Regions from separate parts of the Zea mays genome. Here region 2 is linked to region 1. Evidence: chromatin contacts called from public Hi-C data. All regions are on one chromosome and are shown on one strand. Each heading gives the region's core, a stretch centred on a gene start, on an enhancer-like site or on the middle of the called end of the contact. The rest is flanking DNA. Distances are from core to core; before and after follow the strand shown. Region 1 holds the start of LOC100502297 (root-specific kinase 1). Region 2 holds the start of LOC100282953 (40S ribosomal protein S17-like).

Region 1 (5,260 bases), core at 974-3,473:
ATGCCCTGCTCAGGGTCGGCGGGCTCTCTGGTCTCTTCACGGCGCTGGCGTACCGGCTCCGCAGTGGGCTCTCCGCGTGGACGGCCGACATGACGTGCCTCTTGCCCTGCCTGCCGGCCGCCTCCGCGTCCGCATTGTCGTCGCCGGCGACACCGGCCTGCGCCGGCGCGGCCTCGGCCTCGGCGGCGGCTCCACCGACCGTGAACACGAACGGGCCCATGGGCACGTCGTCGTCGAGCGCCAGCAGCGGCTCGAGCGCGTCGACGACGTGTCGCATGGTGGGGCGCGCCTTGGGCACGCTCTGCAGGCACTGGTGCGCCACCCCGGCGGCCTTCTCCGCGGCGCGCGCCGAGTACTGCATCTCCAGCCCCGGGTCCATGAAGCGGTGCAGGCGGTCGGCGCGGCGGAGGTAGGGGCGCGCCCAGTCCACGAGGTTCTGCTCGCGCCCGCGCCGGCTCTTGTCGACGGAGCGGCGGCCCGTGAGCAGCTCCAGCAGCACCACGCCGAAGCTGTACACGTCGCTCTTCGCCGTCAGGTGGCCCGTCAGGATGTACTCGGGCGCCGCGTACCCGTGCGTGCCCATCACCCGCGTCGTCACGTGCGTCGCGTCCCCCTGCGGCCCCTCCTTCGCCAGCCCGAAATCCGACAGCTTCGCCGTGTAGTCCTGGAAATGAATTCACCACCACATCCATATGACAAACTCGAGGTCAGCAACAGTTGTTTGTTGGTTGCGTTTCGCCAACTTGTTGCTACAAAAGCATCACGTTCCAAAAATCCGAACTAATCACAGCACTATAATTTTCAAGCTAGGTTGGGCCGGCGTCTAGGATAAAAGAAGAAAAAAAACAGAGGTTTTTGTTTGCTTGCTACTACTAATTTGTCGGTAGGTGCAAAACAAATCGGATTTTGAGCAGGAGTGTACGTCTACTATTCCAGAACGGGAATTCTATAAAGAAGCGAGGCTTCGGCACGGAACGGTAGTTTGACAACGTGCGAGCATGCAATTAGCACGGTTGTTGGGCGTGTTGGTAAGAAACAATTTAGTTATAGCGAAAATAAAAAATATAGAGTGTGACAAGGACTAATAAAGCATCCAATGTGGTTGATGCTGGGGGGTGGGTGGGGGGGAAGAAGAGAAGAGATTGGACTTGGTGAGGCGGGCTTCTTTATTACCGAGTCGAGGAGAATATTGGAGGCCTTGAAGTCGCGGTAGATGACGGGCGTCTCGGCCTCGTGCAGGAACGCCAGCCCCTTGGCCGCGCCGACGGCGATCTTGAGCCGCGTCGACCACGGCAGCGACGCGAGGAGATCTGCAGGCAGACACATGTAGCAGGAGCTGCTGTTAATAGTCTGTGGCGTCCAGTCCAAATTACAAAAAAAAGGCTGTGTGGTGTGGTGTGGTAGCAGGCGAATGTATGGTAGCTTACTCTTGAAGAGATGGCTCTCGAGGCTTTGCCCCGGCATGTACTCGTACACCAGCATCCGGTGGTCGTCCTGGTTGCAGAAGCCCACCAGCTTGACCAGGTGCGGATGGCTCAGCATCCCGAGGTACACCACCTCCGCCTGGCGAAACAAGGCAGCGCAACCAGATCAGATCAGGGTTCGTCAGATTCAATTCATTAGAGGAGGGAAAAGTGGGGGGACGTGACGCACCAGCCACTCGCGGTGCCCCTGGACGCCGTCGCTGTCGAGGTACTTCACGGCGACGTGCTGCGGCTGGAGGCCCGGGCGGAGGCGGCCGTCCACGAAGCCCTTGTAGACGGGGCCGAAGCCGCCCTCGCCGAGGAAGTTGGTGGTGGAGAAGTTCTTCGTGGCGGCCTTGAGCTCGTCCAGCGTGAAGGCGTGCAGCTTCGTCGTCTCCAGCTTCCGCGACAGGTCCTGCAGCGACAGGGACCGCAGGTTGGCCGTGCTCAGCCGCCGCAGCGTCCGCTTCCCAACGCCGCCGGGGCGCCTGCTCGCCGGCCCCGCCGCCGCGGGCTCCTGCCCCTGCTCCTGGCCGCCGGCCCCGAAGCACCCGAACAAGCTCTCCCTCAGCCCCATGACGACCGAGTCGGAACCACCCGCGTCGTCGATCTCGTACCGTACGTCCTCGAGCGCCGCACGGACCACGGAGCGCTACGCTCGTCGGCCGGCGCTCTGAGCAGCCTGGGAGCTAGCAGCGGTGAGGAGAGCCTTGGAATGGGCCTAGAGAAGGTGTCGGTCGCTGGCGCTGGCGAAGTGGCGAGGCGGAGGACACGGAGGCACGGCGTGGTGGCAGGGTATATAAAGGGCGAGCAGGCAGCGGCTTTGTGCGGGCGTGGAAAGGCGTGGCTTCGACTTCGAGGTGGGTGAAGGTTGGGGAAGCGTCGCCTTTTTGACTTTGTGTGTAGTAGCCGGGACCGGGAGGTTAATCGCTAATTCGGGAGGTCATTTAATTAGGAGCGAGTGCTTGAATCATTGGTGATGCCGGCCCGCGGCCCGGCTGGGGTGGGTTAGTTAGCCGGTGAAAGCTCCGTGAAACGTATCATATGGCGTTGGTGATCGCTGATGTGCGAATCCATGATGTATTTGGTTGCGAGTTTTTACGAATAAAGTAAAACAAACTGTGAAGTAGTACAAAAATGAGATAGATAAGTGCTCCAATATAACATTGATGCATGGAAATCCATGCCCTATATTTTTTTTGTCCAAAATCTCGTTGTCTAATATGATTGGTCCCTATTTCTAAGGACTGGATGACAATAGAGAGATATGATTTGTCCATATTAAAATTTTCTATTACTTTCCAGATATTGTCAGGTTGATGTATTAAAAGTCTAGTCAAAAGGTGCTAAATATGTAAGCCTAAGCAAAAAAAAAATTTGGTAAATTTAGGCCATATCCTTAAACTTGAACTCTTTTTTTTTAGTTGATTGCATACCATCAACTTAAGTAGATATAATGCAAAATCTCATTTGGAACTTTTCATGAAAAATACATGGACAATAATCATCGTTAGTGCATCCATTCTAGAGAAGGTATTCATTAAGTCGGTTGTACCACACCCTTTTCGACCGTTTTAAGCCATATAGTAACATTTGAAGCTTTACACAATCCAGTGAAGGGTTCTAATAAATACGCCGCCAAATGGGCTATACTAGTGCTCTGGCCCAATTTAATCGATGAAGCGACCCATATCGAGTGTGAGATACAATCACTGGCTAGCGAGAGAGTTGAGAGCTTAAAATCCGCTTGGCTAGCGATCTTATTGGTACATAAGAGAGTAATTTAGCTAGTGTGCATCCATTGAGCTCCATAAAAGTCAGGTGAGGGTTTGTGCTTATTATTGTTGGTAATTGGAATGACCTAGCCAGATTGTTCGGTGGTGATTGGTGGAAGTCGCTTTCAGTGTGAGTGATCATCAGCTAGGATAACGAAGGTTTAAGAAAAAGCCCGTCCGTTACCTTCTATGACCTTCCATGCATGACTCGCTACATAAGCATGTACAGCTCTTACGTATGGAGATTGTACAACCTCTGTTCTTGAGTATTTGTCGTCCGTTAGTTTATTTTTGAACTAAATTGCGACAAATAAAAAACTATTTGGTTTTAAGTGAGAGGTTTGTATTTATAACGGTACCGATTGGCGCAGCCTGGCTCGGTCGTCGTCGTAGCCGAAGAGGACGCGCCAACAACTGGCCTGTGGACGGAACCGGACCCGTTCTTTATCGGAGTGGTAGGGCATGTTATGGTGTGTGTACTATTTGTTTTTCTCGGTTTTATATGCCTGGTATACGGTAGGGTAGGGCAGGGCAGTGTATGGAATCTACGGTGGACGGGGTCGTACGTGCTAGGCGCCAACAACTTAACAGCTCGTACTTGCAGGCGCAACTAACGACCCGTTTGATTTGTTTTAGAACTCGATCTTTGTCGCTATTATTGCTGGTGCACGCAGCCACGCAGGCGCAGCGCAGACACTTCCATTGCCTTTTTCGTCACACGGTAGCGGGTGCTTTCGTCGTCGGTTGGTTCGGTTGTGTCTTCCTGTGTCACCGTTTATTCAATCTCCTCGTGCGTTGTTGTTCGGTTCCCTGGATTAGCTGCATAATAATAATTGATCTAGAAGAGAAGCAGGCTCTACCTGTTCTAATACAGAGGCCACTTCACGTGCTCAAAAAAATCCGAGCGAGTGGTAGACTGGTAGCGAAGACCCGAACCGTCCGGCCTTGTCGTTGTATGTTTTTTTCTCCAAAGACTCTCTGGAACTACACCCTGTTGAGTGTTGGCCTCTTCGTTAATTATTAAGCGAGAAGGAATTCACTGGGCACACTACAAAATTTTAGTCTAGCACTCTATCCTGACTGAGCTAAGCTCGATTTACACATGCATGGAAGGTACAGACGCGTCACACCTGGGCCGAGTGTTACGTGTACACGCGCCGTCTGACCAGATAGATCGGAGTCGGTTTCACATGTCTCTTTTGGAACAGGTTTATTTCCGTAATCCCGTGGACGCGGGACGTACGTAACAGTAGTGGTTGCACTGCATTGAAGTTGTTGGAGTCGCTCAAGCCTGTTCGACTGCCTCGTTGCTCTCTAATAAGAAAAGAAGAAGAAACTAGCTCCTATCTCTCTCGCTCGCTCTCTAAAAAAAAAAGAAGAAGAGGAAGAAGAATTGCAGAAAAGATGCGAAGAAAGAATACTCCACTACTTGGTGTCTATGCATGGTAACCATAAGTTAATTAAACGCAGCAGTCCGCAGTAATAAAGTGGTAAGACTCTAGCTACACTCGGTCGACAATATGATGAAAAAGAGAGAGAGAGAGAGAGAGAGAGAGGGAAGGTCGCCGCCGTTTACAGCTGAAAAGGAGATGTGGAACGTCGTGCTGCCATGTTGTCTGATATACCGCGCATCCATTCAGCGCCAGGTTCTAAATTGTCCTTCCTCGGTGAGAAAGAGCGGGCAAATAAAATTCTGGCTGTAATTTCTAATTCCTCTAAAATAATAAAAACTAAAATCGACTGTATTTTTTAACAAACTGAGAGTAACTATTTCGTCCTGTCTTCGAAGATTTCTGGCTGCAAAATAGAATCCGATGGTTGTCCTTTTTTTTTCATGTAATGAAGCTATTTATTAGATCGCATTTGAATGTTCTTATAGCCTTGGAAAAAGTCAATTTAGATGCTGGACGATACTTGTGCTTGTGGCGCTTCCTCTTGTGTTCTAAATTGATTTTTTCATTCTAATAATAATAGTAATTTAGCCAAAGATCAATTAAGCTGATATAACTATTATTATCAAAT
Region 2 (5,077 bases), core at 856-3,355, 200 kb before region 1:
CTAGTCGGCCTGATGGTCATGGCTCTCACCCTCTACGGAGCTAAGTAAGTTCCTAGTTCCTACCGCCGAACGACCTCACCGGCTATTTAAAATTCAATAGCAACAAGATTTTTTAACTCATTCAATCTTCTCTGATATCTTTAGGTTGCTGGACAGCAACGTCCTCTATATTCATTCTCTATATTCGTCTTTTACAATCTTCTCTAAAAGATTTCATCCTCTATATTTTTTTCCTCTCTAACAACATCCTCTAAATCACGTCCTATATACGTAAATATCTATATTAAAGACATTTTTTACTTTTGTACATACGTATTTATCATACTCTCAAATGTATTATACATATTTTAGTTTTGCTAAACCAGTTATTTTAAGTATTCAAATGGATAGAGGGTCGTCTAGAAAAACTCTATATATAGAGAATCCAGCAGTGTCCTCTAAATTTAGGGTGTGTTTGGTTGTGGGACAGCTAGGACGGGATCGTCCCCTGACGTCCTCTCTCGTCCCTCCAATTTTGAGGGACAACAGGGGACAACACAGGATAGTACTGTCCCAACCCTTGACCCAGAACCAAACAACCTAATTTGAGGGATCGTCCCATCCCATCCCGTCCTATTCAAATGGATAGAGGATCGTTAAGAGGACACTGCTAGAGAGCGTAGAGAACCGTTTGATCCTCTATATTATGGTACAGAAGCTTTTAAAGTATCTTGTTGGAGTCAGTCTTAAACCCAAACAAGCCTCTAGTGAGTGTAAAACCTCTTACACTCTCTCACCGAAACGAATATATTGCAGAAGGAACAGAACGACAAAAGCATTGATACGGTGGCGGCGTGATGGGATCCAGTGGCGAGCATATTTTCCAACAGGTTCGTCTTCGCAGAGCAGGTAGTTCATTGCTCAACCGGTCAAGCGTATCGGACAAGGAGTGTCACAGTTGGCACTCAGGCAATTTGAGGGCGAAGCAAAATCTGTTGGTATTGGTCTGTCTCATCAGTGGTCTTTGAGGAGGAGGCACCGTTTACCAATGTGCTTGCAAAAGGCGAGAGCGTCAACAAGGCTGAAACTTCTTCAATACACGCCACAAATCAACACATGAACAGTCAAAGAAAGACACTTCACCTCACCACATCCTTCCAAAGATGCCGTTCCCTTCATTTGATGCTGCTTGGATCGACAAGTGTCACAATTTACTTCGCCATTTTCAGCATTCCTACAACTCTATGGGTTACGATGGGGCAGCATCCATGCACTTAGATGGGAATCTAGCAAAGTGGTGACATACTTTCTTGGCAGATTATCCAAATCAGTTCCAATCTAGCAAAGGATGAGAAGATAGATGGAGAGAGAACTCTTCTCTTGATTACTTCTTTAAGATGTGTATTAAACTTAGAATCAATATTGCAAGAGAGTGGAGAACCCAAGAAGATAGTAATCGTAATAAGTGAAAGGAAAATGTGACACAACGATTTTTACCGTGGTTCGGCCAATGCCTACTCTACGTTGTGGTGACCTCTTTTGGTTAAGGGTTACACTCAACCCCTTTCAAGTGATCTAAAGATCAAACTTGAGATCAACAGTGAACCTGTACCCATCTATAATAAGTCAAAATCCTCCGATCCACCCCAATCCACATGAAATTGGAATAACCGAACAAGGTGCTTATTCGTTTCACCCTTAATCCATATGGATTGCGTAATATTGAGTTGGTTTAAATCCATAGTAAGTCAAAATCTATCCCTATTTATTCCAATACACTACAATTTAGGTCTTATTCGATTATTCCTATTATACATGGATTGTATGAGATTAGAAAAAAATTAAGAAAGTTTGACTTGTTTGGGATTTAAACTCACCAAATCCCACTCAATTCATATGGATCGAGAGCAAATCGAAAACCCTGATATATATAGAATTGAAATAACCAAACATAACCCGGTATGAACTGATGGGCCAAAAAGAATTCCAAAGCTCCGACACAAGCAGGCCAGGCAACAAAGCCCAACACTCGCACCATCTATATCTGTCCGCCCATATCAAATGAATAGCTCAGATCCACAACAAATAGCGAAACCCTAGCCCAAACTCGACCGCCTCTGCTATAAGTAGCTCCACTCTCTCTCCTCCAAGCCTACCCCAGCCGCCGCCGCCGCCACCGCCACCTGCCCCAGCGCGCCGCCGCCGCAGCCACCATGGGTCGCGTCCGCACCAAGACCGTGAAGAAGACCTCCAGGCAGGTGATCGAGAAGTACTACTCCCGCATGACCCTCGACTTCCACACCAACAAGAAGGTGCTCGAGGAGGTCTCGATTCTGCCCTCGAAGCGCCTCCGCAACAAGGTGGCTGGCTTCAGTACCCACCTGATGCGCCGCATCCAGCGCGGCCCAGTCCGCGGCATCTCGCTCAAGCTGCAGGAGGAGGAGCGCGAGCGCCGCATGGACTTCGTGCCGGAGAAGTCCGCGCTCGAGGTCGAAGAGATCCGCGTCGACAAGGAGACCATGGAGATGCTCGCTGCCCTCGGCATGGCCGACCTGCCCGGCGTTGAGCGCCAGGCTGAGGTCTCCAACGCCCCCGCCTACGGCCGCCCGCAGTACGGTGGTCCCCGCCGTGACCGCGTTTAGACTTCGCGGTGGTTGCCTCTTGATCGCACTGCTATTCGTAGTTGTTGTCCTACTATGCTAAACTTCTTTTAGATCTTTGGTTGCATCTGTGGCGGTTAAGTTTTGAACTTGCCTGTTATGGTATAAATTCTGAAGTGTTTGGTTCTGCGTGTGATGAACATGATAATTTATATTCTTGCGCTTTATAAGTTACTATGAGATGCTCATATTTTTTTATTTGACTGCTAGTTATCTTGAATATGTGCATGCGACATAGGGATTTGTATCTATGCTGCATGCTTTTAAATGTAATTCAAATTTGGTGTTGCTGTTAGGTTCATTGTGTACTGTGCAGATTAAATTTCTTTTTATTTTCATTCATTTGCTATACAGTTCAATGCTGCCTAGATGTTTGGCTGTTAGCTAGAGCCAATATGATCTGGGTCGGTCGATGAAGTCTTATCAATCCAATGAAACTTTAGCTATGCATTTTCAATTCAACTAGTACATTTTTAGTGTACTGAATTGGCAATATCTGTTAGCCTCTACTGAACTCTTTCTTTATTACTTGAAATTGGGTTTACTCTGTAGCATTACAACAACTTCAGATTATAGCATTTTTCACTTTCATATTTGTCGTATTCTTGTCCTCCATGTTGTCAGCACTGTGTGGTCTATTCATTTCTTTGTTTCTATAGGAAACTTGGCTTGTTTTAATTGTGTTCTATTGATGTAGTTGTTTAAATAACTTGGTTTTAAACTCATTGTTAAAGGCTGAAACGTTCCTATGATATAGAAGTAAATAGTGATCTGTTAGAACAACGATAAAGTGATTTTTCCCTTGAATACCAATATATATTGTTTGTTTGTATGTCATGCGAATTGAATTATATGTGCTTTTCTCTGTCCTTCTTTGTAGCATACGTTTGAAGTATATTCAATGGAATGTTTATTAGTACTTTGATTTGAGAATTTGTTAATGTAACCACACAAAGCCTCGTCAGTAGATGTTGTTGTAGAATGTTTCTACTGTTTTTTATTAATATTGTTCAACTTGCTGCTTCTTAAATCTATAAGGGCTAGTTTTGAAATTCAAATCCTCTCTAGGATTATTTTCCCCTCAATCCCTTCCAATCCCGGAGGGGATTTGAGTTATAAACTAGCTCTAAGGGCTGATTTGGTGACCAGGGATCACAGGGTTGGAGGGGATTGGGGGAGAAATTAGTTCATTAGCTCTAAGGGCTGATTTGGTGACCCGTGATCCCCTTGTCACCAAATCAATCCTAATTGTAATTTTATCCACCTGTTTTCTTTGATCACTGAAATTTATGTGTAGTGATGCTGTATTTTGGACACCTTCTAGATTTTTTTTGTGAATCTCGGCCTCATTAGTTTCACAAGGCATACATGTGAAATAACCTGCTGCCTTCATTTCTGTTGGCCAGCAGATGTTGAATATGACAATGGGGGGCCTGCCTGTTCTGGACTGATGGAAAACTATCGCCCATTTTTATATCAACAAGCCTCATAATTCATTTTATCCAGCAAGAATTGAAAAGAGGTGCTCCTCTGGGCAGGTTTGGTAGGTGAGACCTGTCTCACTGGCTTCAGGTTGGAACTAGACTCTCGCTGGGAACGGTTGCCTTAGTTTTTAGACTCCAGTACTCCACTCGGTGTGGTAGCATTCGGGTCCTCTGGATTCTTAGTTCAATCTGTTCCACCGTTTATTATTTGGGTACAGTGTAGGTGTTCATATATATATATATATATATATATATATATATATATATATATATATATATATATATATATATATATATATATATATATATATATATATATATATATTTTGGGGGGGGGGCGCAGACTAGAGGAACCAAAGATGATCGTCGAAGGGCTGGGTGAGGTAGTAATTATGGAATTAATAATAACACAAGTTGCGTCAGAAAACATTTGATTTTGCCAAACTTGCATTTTGTATGGTTCCTATTGTTTGCTTCATTATGGGAAGTAAAACATGTAGAACAGTGTTAGAACTTTTGTTGCTTCTGTTGTGATTGAGAGTTCAACTTACCTGTTATGCTAAAGTTAATGGACTGTTTGGTTTGATAAATAAGTTAATCCATCATCTTCTCGCTCCTCACTTTTTTTGTTTGGTTTGTGGAATGAAATAAGTTAATCCATCACCACCTAGTTAATCCATCACCACCTTATTCCTCAGTTAGTTAGTTAGTACTAATATGAGTTAATCTCACCACCTCATTTGGATGTAGTTTGGATGTTTTGATTTATCAAACCAAACACACCATGAGTGGTTTGGTCTGTGATTGACATATTCTTCGCACATGCTTTGGTAACTTAGCATGAGATGTTGCCACTTGCTATTATTCATGTGTATGTATTGTTCTGGCTGCTGACATGTGAAAGCTGTCTTTTTCGTTGACTGTTGAAATGTAACGGTCTCCAGTGTTCTGCAC

The links. Hi-C and Micro-C count contacts between places; a contact is called where the count stands out from the background.
Region 2: a contact with region 1 is called in a Hi-C map of leaf, with 2.5 times the contacts expected there. The contact joins the promoter of LOC100282953 here to the promoter of LOC100502297 in region 1. A contact is called at or near these places in 7 of 25 Hi-C or Micro-C datasets (bundle sheath, ear, endosperm and 2 more).

Annotation. Positions count from the first base shown.
Region 1 is chr9:11,456,691-11,461,950 of Zm-B73-REFERENCE-NAM-5.0, reverse strand. It overlaps LOC100502297 (root-specific kinase 1), which reads right to left and starts at 2,223. Exons shown (of 4, transcript NM_001349038.1): 1 at 1,654-2,223; 2 at 1,428-1,563; 3 at 1,174-1,310; 4 at 1-664. The coding sequence starts at 2,040.
Region 2 is chr9:11,658,435-11,663,511 of Zm-B73-REFERENCE-NAM-5.0, reverse strand. It overlaps LOC100282953 (40S ribosomal protein S17-like), which reads left to right and starts at 2,105. Exons shown (of 1, transcript NM_001291552.2): 1 at 2,105-2,779. The coding sequence starts at 2,193. The coding sequence ends at 2,621.